Linked DNA regions of Mus musculus: all the other regions are linked to region 2. Evidence: chromatin contacts called from public Hi-C and HiChIP or PLAC-seq data. All regions are on one chromosome and are shown on one strand. The core of a region is the stretch at or near the end of the contact, and the rest is flanking DNA. Distances in the headings are between cores, read along the strand shown.

Region 1 (4,742 bases), core at 1,160-3,659, 50 kb after region 2:
GCTCACAACCATCTGTAACAAGATCTGACACCCTCTTCTGGTGTGTCTGAAGACAGCTACAGTGTACTTACATATAATAAATAAATCTTTAAAAAAAAAAAAGAGTTTTACCTCACTGGTTTTGTCCAAAATCAAAGGGAGGTTCGCTTTCATCATTATAACCTAAAAATGGTTCATAAACCTATCATAGCTCAGATATTGTTTGATAAAGTAGTAAGCAGTTTTTGAAAAGAATCCCGAGTGGATTCTGTATATATAAAAAGTGTTCTTAAAGTGTACTTTATATTTGGCACTTACTTCACAAGGAAAATAATTAAAAAGAAAACCCTGTATATGGTAATTAAAACTGACTGGAGAAAGCTTTCTGTTTCATGTATTGGTATGAAATAACTGTAAGAGTTAAGACAATACTTATTGCACGTCAGCACTAGGCAAGCAGCCATAAAACCTCTCTGAAGTAACTACAGAAGCAAGATGCTTTGTTTATATATTTTTAAAAGTTCACAAAGACTATATTATGTGGGAGTGGTAAATATAACCCAAGTGACAACTCCATCATAACATAGGCCATGTGTGATCTTGCCTGGCCAAGAACACCCCAAGTAGAGAGTCCACTTTTACCACAAATATTTGGATTAGACACTCTATTTAGGATTTTATTATAACATAGCAAGTCCCTGGTCAGACAGAGTAGTCCTTACAGCTTAATGGATGCCACCATGAACTATGTTCACAGATTTGGGTAAAGGCTGCAGACCCAGGGAGATCACTGAAAAAAAAGGACAGTGTCCCCAACTTAATCCGGCCCCACTTAATCTATATGCTTCCTATTGCCTCTATGAGCAGAAAATTACTTTTGGCTATGTGCTGTAACCTTCAGAGCTTGGGTCTGGAACCCTGATAGGAGTAGTGAGGGGGTGAAGACATGACAGACACGGGTACAAAAAAATCTGGGGTCAGGTGCATGATGAATGCTCTGATGGAGTTGCACCTACTTCCTCTACATCCTGTGACCTCAGCAGTATTTATTATATACATCAGGAGAGGCAGGAGATAAGAGGTGGGAATATTGTTGGTGCCTCTCAATAGGAGGTCTTTGTAGGTGAGAAGTTTTAGGTCCTAAACATCCAGGAGGAGGAAGCTACGGTTGCTAGGGTTTTTTTCCCCACATGTTAATTAATCGTTTGTAAATAAGTTAATTAATCGTTTGTAAATAATTTTACCTGGAGAAGGAGAAGGAGAAGGAGAAGGAGAAGGAGGAGGAGAGGAGGAGAGGAGGAGAGGAGGAGAGGAGGAGAGGAGGAGAGGAGGAGAGGAGGAGAGGAGGAGAGGAGGAGAGGAGGAGAGAAGGGGAGGAGAGGAGGAGGAGAGGAGGAGGAGGAGGAAGAGGAGGAGGAGGAGGAGGAAGAGGAGGAGAGGAGGGGAGGAGAGGAGAGGAGGAGGAGGAGGAGGACAGGAGGAGAGGAGAGGAGGAGAGGAGGGGAGGAGAGGAGAGGAGGAGGAGGAGAGGAGAGGAGGAGGAGGAGAGGAGGAGGAGGAGGAGAGGAGGAGAGGAGGGGAGGAGGAGGAGGAGGAGGAGGAGAGGAGGAGGAGGAGGAGGAGGAGGAGGAGAGAAAGAGGAGGAGGAAGAGGAAGAATGCTGCAGCTTTGTTAGTCCTGAGCCTGACCCATATGGGGGATGGGTCTTGGCACTTTCCCATGGACCTGAGGCCTTGGGTTTTGTCGTAGCCATGCCCGTGTGTGTCAACAGTACATATTCACTCACAGCTTCACTCAGCTTGGGATTCTTCATCTCCTTACAGTTATGTCTGTAAAACTTACTTCGACAAGAGAAAGTCTAGTGACGAAGAGACTAGATTGCAGAGCCAGGGTGCCTAGCTTCAAAGTCTGTCTCTGCCACTTAATTAGTTGTAACCTTGAACTCCTCCCTTAATTTCCCTATACTTCATTTGGTAAACAAAGAACATAAAACTTATTTCTGGCTCATAGCAAATACCACTTAGATATTAGCGGCAACCATGGGCCATGGTTGCAGTTATTAAGACTTAGAGTTCTGTCCATGAGGATAGGGCTCATCTAGTTTTATCGAGACACTCAGTTGTCAGGAAAACTAGAAAGCCTACCACAGAAACTACTCTGCACTAGGAAAATTATATATATCTTACTTGCACTTGTGGGTAGTTATACGACACAATTGTCTTTGAGGGAATATCAGGAGAACTTTCCTGAGAAACACTTCTCCCTACGTATTAGTTACTTTTCTAACTACAGAATACCCGGCAGAAATGACTTAGGGGAAAAATGTTTATCTTGGTTCAGTTTCAGAGTGATTGCAATTTGTCATGGAGCAGAAGACATGCTGATGAGAGTATAAGGGGATAATCTCTTTACATGGCACAGATAAGGGGACAAAAGCCTGACAAGATTCTTGGAAGAGAGTCCACAATGACTCATCCCCAGTGACCTACTTCTTCTGCTAGGGTCCAATAATTTGGGAATAATCCAGTATGAAAATCAAGTTTGAGCCAACAAAAGTTTCTTTATTCAGAAAACTCATACACCAGGCAGAAGGCTGGGTTCAGGATCCAAACCATGTCAGCTGGAAGGGGGTGGGCAGGACAGAGAAAACTTTTAAAGCAAAACCCAACAAGGTTTTGTTTTGTGGGGTAGGAGCAAGGGTAGAGGCAACCAACCGGGTACATGCATATGTTGTATGTTTCCAACCATTTTCACACCTGGCACCTTAGGTGAGTTATTATCCATCAAGTACCTCAGATGGCTTCCCTAATAACTTGGCCTGAATGGGGACCAGCCAATCAGAGCCTATTTGACAACTGCTAGGCTTCAGTCTGGACTGGATGCAGACAAAGCATAGGGTAAGATATTGTGGTGTAAGTTCATACAGGCACCTGGGGCCAGAAGCCATTTCTGGAAATTCAGTTGTTTCTTATTATTTAGCTTACTACAAAATGGCAACCCAGATACAAGATGGAGTCCCAGGAGCTAAGGAGGCCCTCAATACTTCCAGATAGGCTCCATCTATTAAATGGTCTAAAGCCTCCTAAACAGAATCATCAGCTGAGTATTCAAACACATAAGCCTGTGGGAGATATTTCAGATTCAAACTGTGCTACCCTGTTTTCTGCACTTGGGGACACTAGGTGAGGAAATGATGCTAATAGCCATGGCAGCTGTTTCATTATTAGGCACACACCCAAGAACAAAAAAAGGCTATTCTCGGGACACAGTCCAGGAAAGGAGTCGTGAGAATCCTGAGTGCTTGAGAGAGAACTCCAAGGAAATAAGTCTTGTGATCTCAGCTTCTTCAAAAAGAGGGATTATTCTTGGAATGTGTTTTTCTATTTCTCCCAGGTGAGCAGATAGAAGTGAGTTTATTTCAGATCTTGTATTCATATGGCTCTATGGAAAAACATGTTTTTGCCATATGTGGCTTGTCCTTGATTGACATGCCTTGCTTGAATACCTTGCTCACGTACACGTGACGCTTCTTAACCTGCTGAGTCTAAATTGCCTGATGCTCTGCATAGGCTTGGCTACTGTATTGAGGCTTTAGTCCACCCAGTGTTAGGCCCTGCTCTCTCCGGTTCATGCCACCCACTAGAGTAGCAAATGGACTCTCCTGAAGAATAATAGATGGCACCAAAGAATGACACCCAAGGTTGACACCCATGGTCTCCACATGCATACACATGAACACACACACACACAAAGAGAGAGAGAGAGACAGACAGACAATCTGAGAGACAACATAGAAAGACAGACAGAGAGACAGACACAGAGACAGAAAGAGAACCTTAAGTGAAAGGTGGCTCTTGCCTATGATGCTTGATTTTAGGAGGGTGAGGAGAGAGAACTGTTGCAAGTATGTTGCTAGCCTTAGTCATAATACCAGTTCCAGGCCAATAAAGGGTACATAAAGAGACACTCTCTGAAAAAGCGAATAAAATAATATCCTATCTCTGCTTCTCCCTGGAGTTAATACATGCTTTAAACTATTGTTCGTTGTTTCTCTGCTATTGCCAGAAGCATTCCCAAAAGATCCCCAAAGGCTTAACCTGATAGCTAGTTTCTACACTGAAATCGCTTTCTTTCTTTCTTTCTTTCTTTCTTTCTTTCTTTCTTTCTTTCTTTCTTTCTTTTTTGTTTTTGGTATTTCAAATACTACTTCTGTGAGTGGGATTTATTTTAAGAAATGAATGACAGCTGATACAAAATGTTTGCCTCTAAGAAGTATGTCACACTTATAAGGGAGAAGGTAATTAATATTGAACATTTTTCTTGTTCAATGGTTCTAATTTTTATAAGGGTTTTATAATTCTCATAGTCACTAAGCAGGCTTTTTTGAAAGGTAGGCTTCAGCCAGGCAGTGGTAGCACACACCTTTAATCCCAGCACTTGGGAGGCAGAGGCAGGTGGATCTCTGAATTCCAGGCCAGCCTGGTCTACAGAGTGAGTTCCAGGACAGCCAGGGCTACATAGAGAAACCCTGTCTCGAAAAACCAAAAAAAGAAAGAAAGAAAGAAAGAAAGAAAGAAAGAAAGAAAGAAAGAAAGAAAGAAAGAAAGAGAGAGAGAAAAAGAGAAAAAGAGAAAAAGAGAAAAAGGTAGGCTTCATGGCCCCTTTGACTTTGTGCTTTTACATGACACGACAAATTATTTTATTCAAATTATATTTTCCAAAAGAGAGGGTTTTGTGCTAGTTGTCTTTGAAAGTTTTCATAC
Region 2 (4,530 bases), core at 507-3,006:
TCAGTACCACGCCTCAGGAGCTGGTGCTTTTATGAACACAGGGGATGCCCCAGAAATTAAAACCACATCCTCCTCACTCACTTGACCTGCGACCGACTGTATGAGTTTGATGAGTTCTATTTATCTGGGATTCTTTTTTTAACATATGAAACATGAAGAAATCATGCGCTTTTTCTCTTGAGCCCCATCACCAAATCACTGTGGCCTGTGCTGCTAAGCACTAAAACCAAGTCCACTGCACTAGTGATTCTCAAGCAAATGTGCAGAGAAATGATCAGGGGAACCTTGTTAAGCTTCAGACTGTGATTTTACAGGGCAGAGGTGACACCTGAGAGTCTGCCATTCTAACAAGGGCCCAGATCATCCAAGTGTTGTTGGTCCTTGGACCTCCGATACAGTATATTATCTGGACGCATAATATAATCCTCTCCATAAGTTCAGGTGATCCTTTCAGTTGCTTTCCCAATTTAAAGACAAGAAATGGAGGCACAAGTAACGATCTGCCTAAGGTCACAGAGGTTAGAAAGTGGCAGAGCCTAGCTCTCTTAAGCTCGCTCTTCATAGCCTGGCATACCAACGTTTAAATATGACAAAGAAGCACAGGTGCCATTTGATTTTATTGTTTCCTAAGACGAAGTGTCACGAGGTTATTTTGTTTAAAAGAACACAAACATGAAGGTTTTACTATTTATGATTGTGATTTCCAAACCCTTGGGAATTTCTAAGCTCGTATTCCCCACCCCCACTCCATTCCAAGGATGTCTGAAACACGTGCTCAGACAAACTCTTGAAATTTCTTCTTACGATTCCAGCACCCACAACACTCAAAAAAAAAAAAAGCACTGTGTGCTCAGAGTGTGTGTGGTCACTGTGAAAAAGGGAGTGTAGGGTGTAAATAGAATTTGAATAACAGAAAATGTGGCTATGTAAATTCTTGCTACTTTAAAGCACCGCCTGTGGGTCAGCACTGTCCGTCCGTGGGCCAGAGAAACTGGCTGGAAATACACAATCTTAGCTTTCCTCCCAGATCTGACGAAATCAGAATCTAAATTTAAACTAGAACCACCGATGCTCCTGTGTACTTTCGAGTTTGACGCCAGTGATTTAAGTCACAATCTGATTTCGGTTTATCACAACACTAGCAGCGTCTCACGGGTCCTAACCTTAGCACAAAGAAGAACCACAAAGCATTTTCTTAAGCGGAAGTTTTCGTTTCTTTTCCTCCTTCGAGCCGTGCCTCCCAAGCCCGCCAGACTCCTCCCGGGAAGGAGCCCAAAAGCCGCAGGGACCCGGCGGCGCCCGCAATGCGGTGGCCGCCACACCCCTCCCCTCCCGCAGCCTGCCTGCCCTACTTTCTTTACTCGGTCGGACGGATGCGCCACGCGGGAGAGCGCACGCAGACGCGGCGGGCGCTCGGAGCGGCTCCCGGCCCGGCGCGGAGACTCCGAAGGGGAAGAGAAAAGGCCTTGGGCGACACAGGACCATGCGCACCAGCCCTGGACTCCGCCGGCTGGGGCCTGAGGCCTGAGGCCCTCACCTTCAACACCAAGTCGGCCAGGTAGACGGCAGTCCAACCACCCACCACCACCACCAGCAGCGACACCGGAATCATCGTAGCGACGGATGGACGGCGGGCCCCGGCGGCCTGCTTCTGCGAGCCCCAGTCAGCCGTGCGCCCGCCCGGAGCCTTCCAGCTCCAGCATCCGCGCAGGAACTAAAGTGCTACCGGGTTCTTTGCTCCGGTGGCAACATTTCCCTCCGGACCCTTCCGGTGAGGACACTCAGCCGTTTTTTTTTTTTTTTTTTTTTTTTTGTTTTGTTTTGTTTTTTTTTTTTTTTTGGTGCATATGCCGGAAAAAGCGCGCGGGCTTCTTTTCCTGGGACGCTCGGGCTCCGGAATGCTCGAAGCTCGGGTCGTCCGTCCGGCAGCGTGCTTGTGACTCATGAGGCTTGACCCTCTCTGCGCTCTGCCCTTCCTTCTCACTGATTTCCATCTCCGGTTTGTTGTGCTTTTCATATAGCCGGAGTTTGGGATTGTCAGAAGTACATACCCACATTTAAATTAATCACGTCTCGTTCTAACGTCTTTATGCACGGCAATATCGTAATGGAGGCCTCATTTGTTCATTTCGGTGTTTTGAAAACTAAATATCTGTCTATATCTTAATCGAAATACGTAGCATTTCTTTTCTTTCTATTTTTTTTAAAGATTTATTTATTTATTATATGTGAGAACACTACAGCTGTCTTCAGACACTCTGGAGGAGGGAGTCAGATCTCATTACAGATGGTTGTGAGCCACCATGCAGTTGCTGGGATTTGAACTCAGGACCTTCAGAAGAGTAATTGGTGCTCTTAATCGCTGAGCCATCTCACCAGCCCCATACGTAGCATTTCTATCCAGAGAATTTCTTTCTAGTTTCCCTTCCTACGTATTTCTGTCCCCTGCCCCGTTCTGATTTATTAATTAATTTATTTATTTTTAATGTTGAATTCTGCGTAAATAGAACCACACTGTTAAAATCTGGATTATTTCGCGCGACATTTTGTTTTGTAAGATTTGTCTATATAACTGGTCTTTATTTTAAGACAGGGTCTCACTATGCAATCCAAGCCTGGCATTCACTATACAGAGTAGGCTGGCCTTGAACTCTCAGAGTTAACCTGCACTTAAGAGTTGTGCATCAAAAATACCTGGCTGTTGATTAAAAAAAAAAAACAAAAACTTTCATCTAAGACTTGAGGAGCCGGGCGTAGTGGCGCACGCCTTTAATTCCAGCACTCGGGAGGCAGTGGCAGGCAGATTTCTGAGTTCGAGGCCAGCCTGGTCTACAAAGTGAGTTCCAGGACAGCCAGATCTATACCGAGAAACCCTGTCTCGGAAAAAAAAAAAAAAAAAAAAAAAAAAGACTTGAGGTTTGGGCTATTGCTACATATTGGAGTTCTAGACCTGGAAAAATGGCTCAACACGTAAAGGCACTTGCTGCCTAACCTGACTACCTGAGTCAGTCCCAGGGGGACAACATGATGAGAGAAACAGCCCTTGCAGGTTTTCCGTTGATCTACTGGCCTATAAAATAGGTTAGATGAAACTTTTAAAAATTGGAGCACTGACCATCTGTCTAGTGAACTAAAGTGTAGTTCTCAGCCTTGGTTGCACAGTACCTTCACCAGGGGCCTTTAAAGTCCCCCTGGTTTCTGGAGCCTGGACCAATTAAATGAGAAGCTCTGTGAAACAGACCCAAGGCTGTATCATTTTAAACGCAGTCCCATCTCTGTGTCCCCAAGTACAGATCCACCTAAGGACCCAGGACTTTGATACTCTGAGCTACACCCTCTAGCCATACGGCATTCTCTCTTTTTAAAAACAAAGTCTGTAACCCAGACTGGACTTAAAGCTCTACATAGCAGAGGAAACTTGTCCTCTTTTCTCCAATTCCTGAGTGCTAGGATTGATTACAGGTGTACACCTGTACCATGAAGCCGGGATTCACATAATCTATTAGCTATCCATAGGCTCTTGAAAAAGAGTGGTTTTGGTTTTGTAGCTAAAGTCGCCTTCAAGTTTCTGTAAAGCAACGTAGAAAATTGTTCTAGTATACAAGCCATAGGCGTTGTCTACAGTGAAGCTAGTTGGAAACTTATCCTTGATTCTCAAGAATAGGTGAACTTGGAGGCCTTATTTACGTATAGTCCTGCTAACAATTTCTCTTTTTTGGTTATATAGCCTGACTTTTTACTTGGTTCACTCAAATGGAACTACTAATCTGTAAACACCTTGATCTTGTGGCATAATGGGGTATTGTATTCTATGCCAAAGCTGTTGAGCAAGCACTGGAGTTAGAAAAAAAAGGGGGGGGCACATCGTCCGTTCAGTGACAGGCGCAGGGCACAGAGTTTTCCTTACGTTTTAATTACTTGGTAATATGTCTCTGGCTTCAGAAGTGACTCTGTTTTACCTCTGTTTGTATACATGTGTTTATGTGTTTTTATAAATGACTTGGATTTTTTTAATGTAGGTGAATATGCTATAAATGTTTACATTCAAGTACCCTGTGAATTCATAACTTTTTATATTTTCTTGGTGTTGTGTTAACCTTTGAGAATTTCTGAGGTGTGAATGCTAGCTAGATACTTACAAAATCTACTACTTGGAAGCTTATTTTTATTTTATACTTTAAATTTTAAATTTTAATTTATGGTAGTAAATTTTAAATAGTTAAATCTTTTAATCCCTCTAACAAAAAAAATGACAGGGATTTGGCCAAAATGAAAAGTTAAAATTATACTTACTGCTCAAAATTTCAAAAATTAAACACGGTTGAAATTTTATCTCCCTACTATTTTCCAAATGTTCTTTTGTATAAATGTGTTAGAATTTGTACTTCTGAATTTCTAAGTTTATTGGTACACTTTATTTTTTGATTTGACCTTTGTTTGCTTTCTGTAATGGCTCTGTAGTTTTAACCTTGTTCCTTCCTGGGAGGAGGCCATTAACTTAACAATGGAAATAGTTTCTTTTTGTTAGCC
Region 3 (4,490 bases), core at 17-2,516, 51 kb before region 2:
CTTAGCTGAGGGATGGGACTTTGTGCCTACCTCCCCTTTCCATGCTGGGATTTTGCCTGGCTTGAGACTGTGTAGGTCATCTCTATGTTGTCACAACTGTTGTGGAGTCACATGTGCAACTTTATGTGTCTGGGAAACCGATTCCTTGTAAACAGGGTTCACAGCTAGGTAAGGTGGATACTTACTTTTTCCTCCTATGGTGGCAGCATATAGCACTATGAAATCCCAGTCTGTGGGGAATGAAACTTCCAGGTACATACCAGCTTTATTTTTTCATGTACCATGATTCAAGTATTCAGTATCTTCAGTAACAGGGTCTTATTTTCAAGTTCTGGGGTGCAATCAAGTGTTGGCAATAGCCTGTAATTTTGGGAGAGGTGCCTATGGGACCTCACTGGCAAACCACTCCAAAAGTGGTAATCCCGTTTATGGCATTGAACTTTTTATTTGTTAGCCTACGGTGTCTAGTAGGGGCACTCTGTCCCATTATAGCATAACTGACTGCAACTGTTTCTATAGATATGTATGTATATATTTTAGGAAGTGTCTAGATTCCCATATGACTTCTTCAAAATGCCTTTATGTTTTCTACCTTTCCCATGTTCCCTTCTCTACTTTGCCCTCTCAGGCTCCCCTCCTTTTAACCCTTCCTGTTTCACTATTTCACTTTGACCCTCTAAGCTCAACTGGAAAACCTTGCCTCAATTAATAACATAGAGGACCATCAAGATTGACTTCTGACATCAATCTCAGTCCATCATATTCATGAGTACACATGTGCATACATATCTGCACATATATGAGCCCCAATACTTAATTGAATGTGTGTGTGTGTATTTATATATACTTAAAAAATGAAAACGAGAAAAGATGTGTTTAAACAAAATACACTGACAGGTTAACACATTTTAAAATGTTGATTTTTTTTTTCTAATCAAAAATATAAATTAAAGATGCCATTTTGAAAATCTACCTAACATAAAAATTCAGTTCATAAACTTAACAGTGTGTATACATAAAACTCTGGTAAGACTTCAAGACACCAGGGCATGGGGAGGGGAGTTGAGAGGGTAGTAGAGACAGAGAAAGGTGGAGGGGGAGGAGTACAGACCAGCAAAGAGCACGAGGAGAGAGGGGGGAGGGGATAGGGAGAGAGGGGGAAGGGAGGAGAGGACAGAGGAAAAGCTGGAAGGCAAGAGAACAAGGTGAGAGGGGAGGGGACTGAGCAGCCTCTTTTGTAGTGAGTCAGGCACACTTGGCTGTTGCCAGGTAACTGGGGCAAAGCTTAGATAAATGCTAACAAGGACTTTGTAGGTTAGAGCGGTTTCTATGGAAGCACAAGAATCTGACCTTAGACCCTGGCTCCTAAGCTCAGCTCCAGACTGAGTAAGAGACCTTGTCTTCAGGGAATAAGGTGAAGAGCCATACAGAGGGAAATCCAATGTCTTCCTCTGGCCGCTACACTCACATGTACCCTCCTTCCACATACATACATTTGTAATACTATGATGTAAATATATTAATAAAATAATATTAACACCAGACAGTATGACACACGCACACACCACTAAGGAAATGTGGCAGTCCTCTTTCCTTAAAGCTAACATTTCCAAAATTATAAACAAAGGCACCTCACTTAACAGATTTTTTTCTGAGACAACTGTCATATACAACTGTCATATACCAATATGGAAATTGAAGATCATGTTTAGAGTCAAGATCTTATTCTATGTAAGTGGGACATTTCTACAGAAAAAAAAGGACACTGACAAGACAATAGCTTTTGTCTAAGGTCAAATGTAAAAAATATGATACAGAAGATGATAAACGTAAAATGCTGGTTTATTACATTTGTTCTTTTATTGCTAAACATCACATTCTGACAATTATAAAATCAAATTAAAGCCTTAAAATGAATTACAGCTCAATTAAAGGAGTTATTGGAACAAATCTGTGTGCCACCAGTATGTGGATGTTCAATAAATACCAAGGACACAATGACAGAAAGCTACATCACTAGGAAGCGTATGCTTACAATCTGCTGTTCGCACAGACAATGACCTAGAAGTATTTATCAAAGTCAAGTTTAACTGTATGTCTCTTCAAACTGAGATGCTAAAAATAATATGTACATGTCTCACACTTATGGATGATTAAAATAAAAACCTTAAGAATGTAAACAATGCAGAATAGGAACACTGAGAATAAAATTTCACTGCTGAACAAAGAGACAACACAAAAAGATACTTCTTCAAATCACCAACATAATTCATTTTTCCAATATAACTCATTTTTCTAAATGCTCTACAGAAACCAAAATGAATTTTTCCATAAAGATGATAATACACCAGGGACATAAGACATTCCAAGCTTTACTATGTCAACATATATTTACAGTAACTATTCGACAATCCTTTTTACAGCTTAAATAGAAGCATGCTTTTCTAGCCATAAATAACACTAATCACCATCATTCATTCAAGCACATTAAGCAATTCTGATAGCGCATGCACTACACAGGGAAGCCAGGAGCCCACAGGGAAGCGGAAGAGACAATAAGTAACATCTCCTTTCTTTAGTAATGAGGCCATTTGCATACAAATCTGGACTCCAGGAGAGAAGCACCCAAACCCGACCCTAAAGATTAGCTGGCAGAGGTGTTCAGCAGCTAATAAGAAATAAGGTTTTGTATTGTTGCCTTCACTCAGAAAATGAAGTTAATGAATAGAATTTCCTCTTATTAAAATAGTTTCATGGTCTATGGATAATAGTTTAGTGGTAGAATACTTGCTCGCATGTGTGAGGTCCTGGGCTAAGTACCATACCAAAAATTGTTTTCCTCAGTATTGAAAACAATGATTTACACACATACATTTTCATTAGTAAACTGCTTCATGCATGCGATGAAGTTAATGTGAGTATTTCACGGCATTCTCTAAGCTTTACCTGAAAAGGTCTGTGCCTTTTTAATATGCAGATACATTTTGGTCCTGAGTGATCTTAGAAGACAACAATGCCATATTTTCTGCAATAAAAGTTAGTAATTTGTATGACTTTAGTATTATTAGTAATAATGGCCCATCATTAATAAAATCTCAAAATGATATTCAGTGTATGGTTCCTATTAAAGAATGAAGGCAAATTTGTAATAAAGTCTAAAAAATTTCTAAAAATTGATTTAAAAGTTTTAGGCGCTTAAGAGAACTAATGTTCTGAAAAAGGTCACCTTATGGAGTACCTTACTTCAGGAGGGAGGTATATATCTGGCTATTAATGAATGAATGGATGGATCATTGCCTTTTGTTACCTCTAATGTGTGTGTTTCATGAAATATGTATTTTTCATGACAGAAACAGTATGTGCATATATATTCTTAAGACTAACAGTGTCACATCAGCCAGCTGACTTTCTCAATTTCCCAGGCTTGAACTGCTACCCTACAAGACCAATTGTGATTCTTTACAGCTCAAAAGTCTCTTTCTAGATTCTGGGAAATTTTCATTTGTGCAGCCATTCTCACTAGACTACCAAGTCTTTTATGTACTCACAGAGGTAGCTTAGGGGGAGATGGAAAACAAAGAGGAGGTGTTTAATCCCGCCAACAGAGAGAAACATACTAGGTGCTGGTGACGACAGAGTATGGCTCAAGGTTGAATGTTCTTGCAGCACAAAGGAAAAAGTCTACTCTGGAAGAGTTCTAAGCTGCAAAGCTCTAGGAAGTGGTTAAGTAGGTTTGCTGAAGTTCTGTTGTGATCTGTTAGAGGACTCAGCTTAGTTCTCAAGTTCACCTCTAACTGCCTGAGCTCACATGCTGCCGTGAGAGACCCTTCCTGCAGCATACTCTATATATAACAAGGCTTAAAAATGTTGAGTGTAACTTACACTATGAAAAATGTAATACTTGTGCGACAAACTGTCTTATCACATCACAAGCCTTATCTGCTTTCAACATTGCTCATTTACTTGATAGCACTTGTACAGAGTTTTTGCTTTCATGTTAGCAGATACTTTCATAGAATTGTAACCAGAGTACAGAATAATACACCATTAAACTTTAAAATACTTTTCAAATAAGATAAAGACAAGAGTTATAAAACCAAGAGCACTTGCTCTACTTTCCATTCAACCAAGGTCTAGCTTCCTTCCAATCATTAATGATTTTGTGTATGTGCGTGTGTGTGTGTGTGTGTGTGTGTGTGTGTGGGTGGGTGGGTGGGTGTGTGTGCGCGCCTGTGCATGTATGCATGCACGAAAGGGTCTTGCTATGTGGCCAGTGCTGGTCTGGAACCTACTATGTAGCTAAAGATGATGGCCTTGAATTCACGATCCTTATGCCTAGCCCTCCAAACACATAGAGGCAGGTGCTGGGATTATAGGTGTGCACCAGCACATCACCTTAATGGCACTTTTCAGTAACTTTTACCTGGGACAGGCAAGCTTAGCCTAAGTAGCATAAGTAAGGCCCTGCTTTCAAACACTAGTAGAACACG

The links. A called contact is a pair of places that touch in the nucleus more often than the background predicts. HiChIP or PLAC-seq counts read pairs in DNA pulled down with a chosen protein or histone mark.
Region 1: a Hi-C map of muscle stem cells shows a contact between it and region 2, with 2.1 times the contacts expected there. The contact joins the enhancer-like site here to the promoter of Mbtps2 in region 2. A contact is called at or near these places in 13 of 39 promoter capture datasets (the 3T3-L1 cell line, 3T3-L1-derived adipocytes, the C10 cell line and 8 more), 1 of 15 datasets of contacts at CTCF or cohesin (embryonic stem cells), 25 of 484 Hi-C or Micro-C datasets (the Ba/F3 cell line, the HL-1 cell line, LSK cells and 17 more) and 8 of 115 datasets of contacts at active chromatin or transcription factors (the HPC-7 cell line, astrocytes, embryonic stem cells and 3 more).
Region 3: an H3K27ac HiChIP or PLAC-seq map of epiblast stem cells shows a contact between it and region 2. The contact joins the enhancer-like site here to the promoter of Mbtps2 in region 2. A contact is called at or near these places in 2 of 39 promoter capture datasets (macrophages and pre-B cells), 2 of 484 Hi-C or Micro-C datasets (the HPC-7 cell line and embryonic fibroblasts), 5 of 115 datasets of contacts at active chromatin or transcription factors (embryonic stem cells, epiblast stem cells, extraembryonic endoderm stem cells and 1 more) and 3 of 9 other capture datasets (adipose tissue, liver and pancreatic islet).

The regions. Positions count from the first base shown.
Region 1 is chrX:157,646,017-157,650,758 of GRCm38.p6, forward strand. It overlaps the pseudogene Gm8644. Among named protein-coding and RNA genes, the nearest start is that of Mbtps2, 50 kb to the left of the region's middle. Within about 2 kb of position 2,410, at least 1 of the 459 cell types and tissues checked has an H3K27ac peak or open chromatin away from gene starts, as enhancers often do. A contact at or near this core is called in muscle stem cells, where this site is marked.
Region 2 is chrX:157,596,959-157,601,488 of GRCm38.p6, forward strand. It overlaps Mbtps2 (membrane-bound transcription factor peptidase, site 2), which reads right to left and starts at 1,757. Exons shown (of 11, transcript NM_172307.3): 1 at 1,538-1,757. The coding sequence starts at 1,612.
Region 3 is chrX:157,546,000-157,550,489 of GRCm38.p6, forward strand. It overlaps Mbtps2 (membrane-bound transcription factor peptidase, site 2), which reads right to left. Exons shown (of 11, transcript NM_172307.3): 11 at 1,823-4,490. Among named protein-coding and RNA genes, the nearest start is that of Yy2, 21 kb to the right of the region's middle. Within about 2 kb of position 1,267, at least 28 of the 459 cell types and tissues checked have an H3K27ac peak or open chromatin away from gene starts, as enhancers often do. A contact at or near this core is called in epiblast stem cells and trophoblast stem cells, where this site is marked.